2 separate regions of the Hordeum vulgare genome follow, and region 2 is linked to region 1. Evidence: chromatin contacts called from public Hi-C data. All regions are on one chromosome and are shown on one strand. The core of a region is the stretch at or near the end of the contact, and the rest is flanking DNA. Distances in the headings are between cores, read along the strand shown.

What was found. A called contact is a pair of places that touch in the nucleus more often than the background predicts.
Region 2: a contact with region 1 is called in a Hi-C map of leaf, with 7 times the contacts expected there. The contact joins two enhancer-like sites. A contact is called at or near these places in 3 of 6 Hi-C or Micro-C datasets (leaf and seedling).

What each region holds. Positions count from the first base shown.
Region 1 is chr6H:107,203,633-107,207,359 of MorexV3_pseudomolecules_assembly, forward strand. No RefSeq gene overlaps it. Among protein-coding and RNA genes, the nearest start is that of LOC123401881, 8.5 kb to the left of the region's middle. Within about 2 kb of position 2,474, at least 1 of the 3 cell types and tissues checked has open chromatin away from gene starts, as enhancers often do. A contact at or near this core is called in leaf, where this site is marked.
Region 2 is chr6H:107,325,967-107,330,213 of MorexV3_pseudomolecules_assembly, forward strand. No RefSeq gene overlaps it. Among protein-coding and RNA genes, the nearest start is that of LOC123401101, 53 kb to the left of the region's middle. Within about 2 kb of position 2,860, at least 3 of the 3 cell types and tissues checked have open chromatin away from gene starts, as enhancers often do. A contact at or near this core is called in leaf, where this site is marked.

The DNA.
Region 1 (3,727 bases), core at 1,224-3,723:
TCGAATTGCTACGACCTGCTTTGAAAAAGGCTTCAATTGGATATGAGGTAGGTGGAGCTCAGCCACCGCGCCGCGAAAAGCTGCAACCGGCGACAACAACAGGAGTTTTTTTCTGCAACCGTATTATTTTTTTGCTACTACCGACAACTTTTTTGCTACATCCATTGATGGACTCCCACAATGCTTCAACGGTGTGGCGAGATGTTGGTGGTGGGTTGCTGCGAACTACAATGCCGGCGACAAGCACGGTGACGAGCAAGGACAACTATGCAGCTTGGAGCGTAGATGTGACCGGAAGCGACAAAGCGCGGGATGCATCACAAAAGGTACAACCTCACTTACATTTTGCTGGAACTAAACTAGCGTGACTCGTTTTTGCTGGCACCATCATTTTTGTTTTGCTGAAATCCACGTCATTTTTTGTTACAACCCGGCGACAACAATGTTTTGATTTGCCGGAACGATGAATGCTTTTACTAGGACGAGCCTTTTTGCTTGATACAACCCAACGAGCTACTAGACAACTTCGTCGGTGATGCGACTGTAGACGACGAACGGCGTTGCTACAAGCTAGATGTGGTGTTGTTGTTCGCAGGAGCTTCAGCCTTTGAAGGCAGGAGCTGCATGCGGTGAACCGGCGAGAGCGTTTGCGAACCGAGGGGCGCTACAACCCGGCACGAGCCATGCTCGGAACCAGGGCACGGACGCTGGTGAGCGGCGACGAAGATGGCGGGCCAACGCGAGCGGAGGCACTTCCATCTTTTTGTGTCTACACGTGCTCTTTTAAATCTGTGTCGCGAGGTTGAACAAGGTGATTTTTTTTAGAAAGAAAACGATTGGGTTAGACTTAGATCCAACGAGTATTTAGAAACTTATCGGGCGGCTAGAACTAGACCGGCCGAACTACTGGGCCAGCCTGTCGACACCTAGCATCACCCTTTATGTTTCTATTTTTATCACTTTCTGCATGTGTAAATGGACCGTCCCAATACGAAGCGAAAAGAGGGAAACCTTGAGTGAAAGATAAGCTTAAAGCGAAAAATAATCACCACATCAGCTAGGTAAAAGCCTATTCTAGCTCAGGAGTTCTCATGTGCCCTGCTGTAGGTGGGGTCCCCAATGTCTCACCTTCAGCGAGAGGGGAGGAACCCTTGGCCGAAGGGGGGGGACACATATTGGCCAGCCCACTAGCACGGGAGACCATAGCCTCCTTTTTTCTATGTGTTTTTGTTTCGGTGTTTTTTTACTTTTGTTTATACTTTTGATATTTTAAATGTATATACTACAAAAAACACTCTATTGAAACATTTGAAAAATGTTAAACAATAATTTAGAAAATGTTGAACAAGTGTGTGAAAACTATTGAATAGGTATTTGAAAAATGTTGAAAAAGTATTATTTTAAAGATTGATTTTGTATATAAAAATGTTAATCAAGAATTTGGAAATGAATGTTGAACAAGTACTTGAAACATATTGAACAAGTATTTTATAAATGTTGAACAAGTATTTGAAAAAATGTAGATCATGTATATAAAAATGTTGAACTAGAATTTTTAGAATTTCGAACAAGTATTTGTAAATGTTGAATAAGTATTGGAAAATGATGAATAATTATTTGAAAATGTTGAACGACTATTTGAAATATGTTAAACATGTTTCTAGAATGTTGAATAAATATTAAAATATTGAATACGTGTTCGGACAATGTTGAACGTGATATAAAAAATGTTGATCACTTATTAAGATTTTTTACGACATATAAGAAAATTTAAAGTGAAAAGAAAAATAAACATAATAAAATATAAAATAAAACAAAAAATGTGGAAGAAAAAAGAAAACCATACAAATAATGGAGAATAAAAAAGAAAACCAAACAAAAAACAAAGAAAATCCTGTGAGAACTAAAAAAGTAATAGAGAAAACTTAAAAAATAGAAACCAATGAAAGGGTGAAAAAAGCATGAAAAAATCTATACCTAATAATAAAGCGGCTATTGCTTCCGTCGGAAAACCCACCACATCATTTTTATAAAAAAGCCTCTGTAATTTTTGTTATTCAACCCACGCTTCAATTTCTCATTATGGTGAAATTAACAATGGACGGGTTGATTTTTCAACAAAATAGGATATGACTAACTACATTAGTTAGTTAGTTTATTATTTTAATAAATTAAAATAATTATAAGAAGATTAAAAGCGTGTGGTATTTTTTTCTTCCGTTGCAACGCACGGGCTATTTTGCTAGTAAAAACAAAACGAAACAAAAAAGTTGGAAAAGAAACGGAGAAGAAACCGTGAAAACTCAGCTCTACTCGACTTAAGTTGGTCCAACCTACAGGACTACTGGTTCATTACCAATGTGATCATAGCCCACTAACTAGGAATCCTTTTTGCCGGCGAGGAGATGATAGTTCGTGGGGAGCTCTTACCTACCATTCATTGCGGCAGACAACGGCTGCAACGCATAGGGACTCGTACCAACTGGGCCGGCCCAGCTTTTTATTTGTTCAAACATATTCAATATATATATATTTTTCTGTTTTTTCTTTTTCTGCTTATTTCCTTTCTTTTCTATTTTTTTGTTCGTTTTTCTTTCGCTTTGCCTTTTCTTTTCATATTTGAACGAAAAGGTTTTTCAGATTTGAAAAACATTTTGTTGAACCAGAAAATTTTCTGAAAATATGAACGAAGTTTGAACCTTTTTTGAAAACCAGAACACTTTTTGAAAACCAGAACATTTTTTAGAAATATGAACAAAGTTAGAACATTTTTTAAATAAGAACAAATTTTAAAAAAAACATTCGATATTTTAAAAACCTTTAAAGCAAAGAAAAAACAGTTCATGGAACTTCCAAAAAGTATTTTATAAAACATTTTATAGACTCCAAATATTTTATAGAATTCATGGACAAATTTAGAAAAACAGGAATAGTTTTTTAAATTGTGAATTTTTTTTCAAACAGTGAACAAAATTTGAAAATTTTGGACAATTTTTGTAAATGTGAACAAAATCCAGAACATTTTTCAAATTTCTGAACATATTTTCAAATGTGAACAATTCTTGAAAATACAGTTTTTCTAAAAAAAATCATGAATGAATTTCAAATTTGTGAACAAAATTATAAAACTGTGAAAATATTTTGAATCTACGAACAAATCTTGAAACTGGAGACATTTTTTGAGTTTCTCTCAAAATTTGAAACATGAATAAATTGCAAACATTCTTCATTAAACCACGAACAAATTTCGAAACAAGGACAAATTTCAATTTCTTGAATAAGATTATACAATTGTTGAAAAAAATTGAAACCACGAACATTTTTCGAATCATGAACAAAATTCAAATTCGTCAAAAAATTAAAATAATTTGAACGTTTTTCGAAAATCAAAGCTTTTTGGAAAAGCAAAGATTTTTTGAATTTTGAATAAATTTTTAAATAGGAACAAATTTCAAATTCGTGAACAGAATTGTTAAAAATGTCAACATTTTTCGGATTCTGAACAACTTTTGAAACCGCGATTGTTTTCAAATTGTGAACAATTTTCAAATTCATGAGTCGACGAGTACGACCATACGAGACATGGATTTTGATTATAGCGATCTTTTTTGGGAAATGAGCCTGGATAGCCGACCGATTCAGTGCTAGACGTCCGTCGCCTCTGTGCAGAACACGTGTTCTTTATGGGCCCACGCACCACACTACATCTTTCTACCTTATATGAGCC
Region 2 (4,247 bases), core at 1,610-4,109, 120 kb after region 1:
TGACTTGCATAAAACAAGGCATTGGAGTTAAGCTATAATGACGGGTATTTTTATTTTATTGAATGGTCTTGGCACATGGATGCCGTGTTATTATTCACTTGTCCTGAGCAAGTTAAGAAGAATGACTTTCAGATCAAACAATTTTGACCTTTCTCTGCTTTGTATTAAAAATATGAGCAACCTCAAACACTATAGTATTAGCTTATGTAATCGGCGAAATTTCATAGTGCCTGAACCCTAAGCTTAAGAATGGCCAATTGAGTGAAACGGTTCACAACATTAACAACAATCTTCGTAAACATAGTATTCATGACTTTCCATTTCTTGATGTTTTCTACTTTTGACCTATTTACAGTTTTTTACAGAGTAATTAGTCCAGGCATTACTGGTTCAATTGTCACTGAATCAACCAAGACATGGCTGGAGCACAATAATCCTAATCTAAGATGTCATTGCTCTCACTTATTTATTAGAGGAATTGGTGTGAAATTAGTTTTCATGTATACTGCAATTTCTCTCGAGAAAATTTGCATGATGCGAGGTAAAATTTAGACTAGCTCTCAGTGTGTTACTAGGATTTGGAGCCCAAATGGATTTTTGTACATGGTGACAACATGGAGTTCTCACTAAGTTATTCATCTTTATTTTTAGTGCCACATAATGTATGGGTTTTTTGTATATTCAATTTTTTCTAGTATCTATTTTGTCACTCATGTAATGTGTACCGATAAGATTTGCTTTTTCATTACAATAATGTGTTGATTCCTTGACACAGCACAAGCTTTTTCAAGCTTATTCCAGTAAATACACTTGCATCTTTTATTTATGTGATGTGCCTTGTGAAGTTATGAAACAACGAATGCATGTCCAAGGCTCCAACAAGTCATAAGCACCAAGTGCTATAGATGCAAATGATCCATGCCATCTCTTCTATCTAGAGAGATCATGGTGTGAAGGGACTCAATGTAGGGTACTATACTAAGTGCATGTTGCTAGAATAATATCTTTCTTCTGTTTTCTAATAGAGAAGTAAACGAGTTCTGTCCAACAAAAAAACACATCATAATCAGCTTGTTGAGTCAAAAACATTATTTCCCCACATGCCAACGCCAAATCTATGGAAGTCTAGCATACTCAATTATTGAGATACAAGGAGTATCTAACACAAGAATTTTCTCTTTTTAAATGCACATTCCTAGGAACAACGGGTTGACAAGTGAGACAAACAGAAAACAAAAAGAGAATGAAGAAAGTGAAGAGAGAAGAAGTGTCAAGTGGCGTGCTTTGTGTTCGGACGGGGGAACTCAAAGTGCATTTGTGGTTATTGTTTATGTTCGCAGATTGTTTGACCAAAATGGAAGCAATTGTGAAATAGTCAAGGAGATCATCAAGGAATATATATCTACGAGAATTAGATTTATTTTTTACTTGCATACGATGTCAATAGTTTTACTCGAAACACATTTGAAGTCAAAGTGAGATCTTATTGTTTTGGAGTATTCTATGAATATTTTCCATGCACAAGTGAAATTACATGTGAACAGTTAAAGAAGCTTGAATTACATGAGGTGATTGCATGTATAGGGCAATCATGTGTAAGGCGATGTTTTTGAGATCTTATTCTTGGAGTTACAATGATGGTTTAATCAATGTCCCGGTAGATAAGTTTATTGTACGGGTATTTAACTACTTCTTTAGTAAAAGGGGAAGAATAGTTCTTTCTGTGTTCCCCATTCAACTAGCTTCGTGACATCTAATGCGCAACTGATGTCCTATAAGTAGCCATCAGCTCGAGTTCAACTCCACTAAGCAAACGAGGTGGGACTAATACATGTGCTGAATTTTTCGTCCCGCATGGCGCTTTCAGTTCTAAGCCCACACCATGGTACACATTTAGATGGTGTTTCTTATTTAGCGCTGCATGCGTCCGTTTGTGTGCATTTTTGTAAACTGGCGCCTGCAGCACCTGTGATGGCCCGGCCCATTACACTGTGTCTTTTAATACTCCAAAAATTATAGAGTAGATGGGATTCGAACCAGGGACATCCGGCCACGTACTAAGATGTGGTTGATTAGCTTATTTACATTTTATTACTTATTCTCTTTTCCAATAATTCTGCTCAGTTTATCTTTTCTTTTTTTCTTTTTTTTTTGATTTTATTTTTCTCATTCTTACTTTTTTTGATATATTATGATGAACTTTTTCCAAAGTTTATGAGTTGTTTCAACTTTGATGAACTTTTTTCAAATTTAGTGATTTTTTCAGAAAATAATCGATGAACATTTTTTCAACATCTGTGAACTTTTTTTCAAATACGATGAACTTTTTTCAAAAATGATGAACTTTTATCAAATTTGATTATTTCTTTTGAAATCCATAAACCTGTAGATATTTTTTAAAATTTTGTGAACTTTTATCACGTTGGATGAACTTTTTCCAAAATCAATATTTGTTTTTCAAAATTAATGAATTGTTTTTTAATTTGGTGAACTTTTTTTAACCTTTGACGAAATGTTTCCAAATTTGATAAACTTTTTAAAATTTTGACAAACCTTTTTCAAATATGTTGAACTTTTTTGAACACGGATTAACTTTTTTTTCAAATTTGATGAACATTTTTCAAAATCACTGAAATTTTTATAAAAATTAATGTACCTTTATAAAATGTGATAAACATTCTAGAAATTTGATTACTATTATAGTTAAAATCTGTCAACATTTTTTCAATTTAAAGAACTTAGTTTGCAAAAATCGGTGTACTTTATTTTCCAAAAATCAATGAAATTATTCTGGACCTGCAGGAGTACCGAGCTGTTTGATGGGCTGGCCCAAGGTGGGGCGCTGCAGGCGCCCGGAGGGCAAACGGGCGGCTGCAGCGCCATATAGGAGGTCCCCATTTATATTGCCTGTTTGCCCCAGTTTGGTTTAGTATAGTTCGTTCGACTTCTTGCATATGGGCCGGCCGAATATAGGGAGAACACTGCCTCATTTCCTCCCTTTTCACGTTTTTATTTCATATTTTACACATTCTTTTACTTTTATTTACACTTTCAAATATACCAAACCAACATTTCAGAAACTATACTTTATATAATGTTAAAAAAATGTTAATTATGCATTTATAAAATATTAAATATGTATATAAAAAAGTTGACTCTGCATTAAAAAGTGATGAATTATTTTGATCATGTATATATATTAAAAACAAGAATTTGAAAAATGTTGAAGAAGCATTTAAAAATTGTGAACCAAGCATTTGCAAAATGTTAAATATGTATATAAAAAATTATGACCATGCATTAGGAAATAATTATTTTTTAATCATTGTATATAGCAAATGTTAATCAAGTATCTGAAAAATATTGAACAAGATTTCAAAATTGATAAGCAAGCACTTGGGAAATTTAAAATCTGTATAGAAAAAAAAGGTTGCATGCATTAGAAAAATAATGATTCTTTATATCATTGTATATAAAAATGTTAACCGGACATTTGAAACAATATTAAATAAGATTTCAAAAATGATAATCAAGCATTTGGGGAAATTTAAAAGTGTATAAAAAATTGGCCATGCACAATGGTTGGAACATGTAAAAAGACTTATATTTAGGAAAGGGAGAATATAGTTTATATAATATTTTGAAAAATGTTAATTATGCATTTTAAAAAATGTGTAAAACATTGTTGACCGTGTATTAAATTGTTATGAAATTTTTTGGTTATATATATATATATATATATATATAATCAAGAATTTGAAAAACTGTTGAACAAGTATTTCAAAAATGTTAACCAAACAATTAGAAAAATGAAAAATTATGACCATGCATTAAAAAATAATGACTTTCCTATCAAATTAATCAAGCATTTGAAAATATATTAAACAAAATTTCAAAATTAATAATCTAGCACTTGCAAAATTTAAAATGTATATATGAAAAATGTGACCATACTTTTGAAAAATAATGAATTACTTTACCACTCTATAGAAAAAATATGTATAAAGAAATCTTGGCCATGCATTAAAAAATGTTAATCTTGCATTTCTGAAATTTTGATGAAGCATTTAAAAAATGTTAAATATGCATGGAATTTCTATGAAATTTTTTTAATCTTGTATATGAAAATGTTAATCAAGCATTTGTTTTTTTTCAAAGTGTGTATATGAAAAAGGTTGACCATGTATTCAAGAAAATGTTAATCAAGAATTTAAAATAATATTGAACAATATTTAAAAAACGATAAT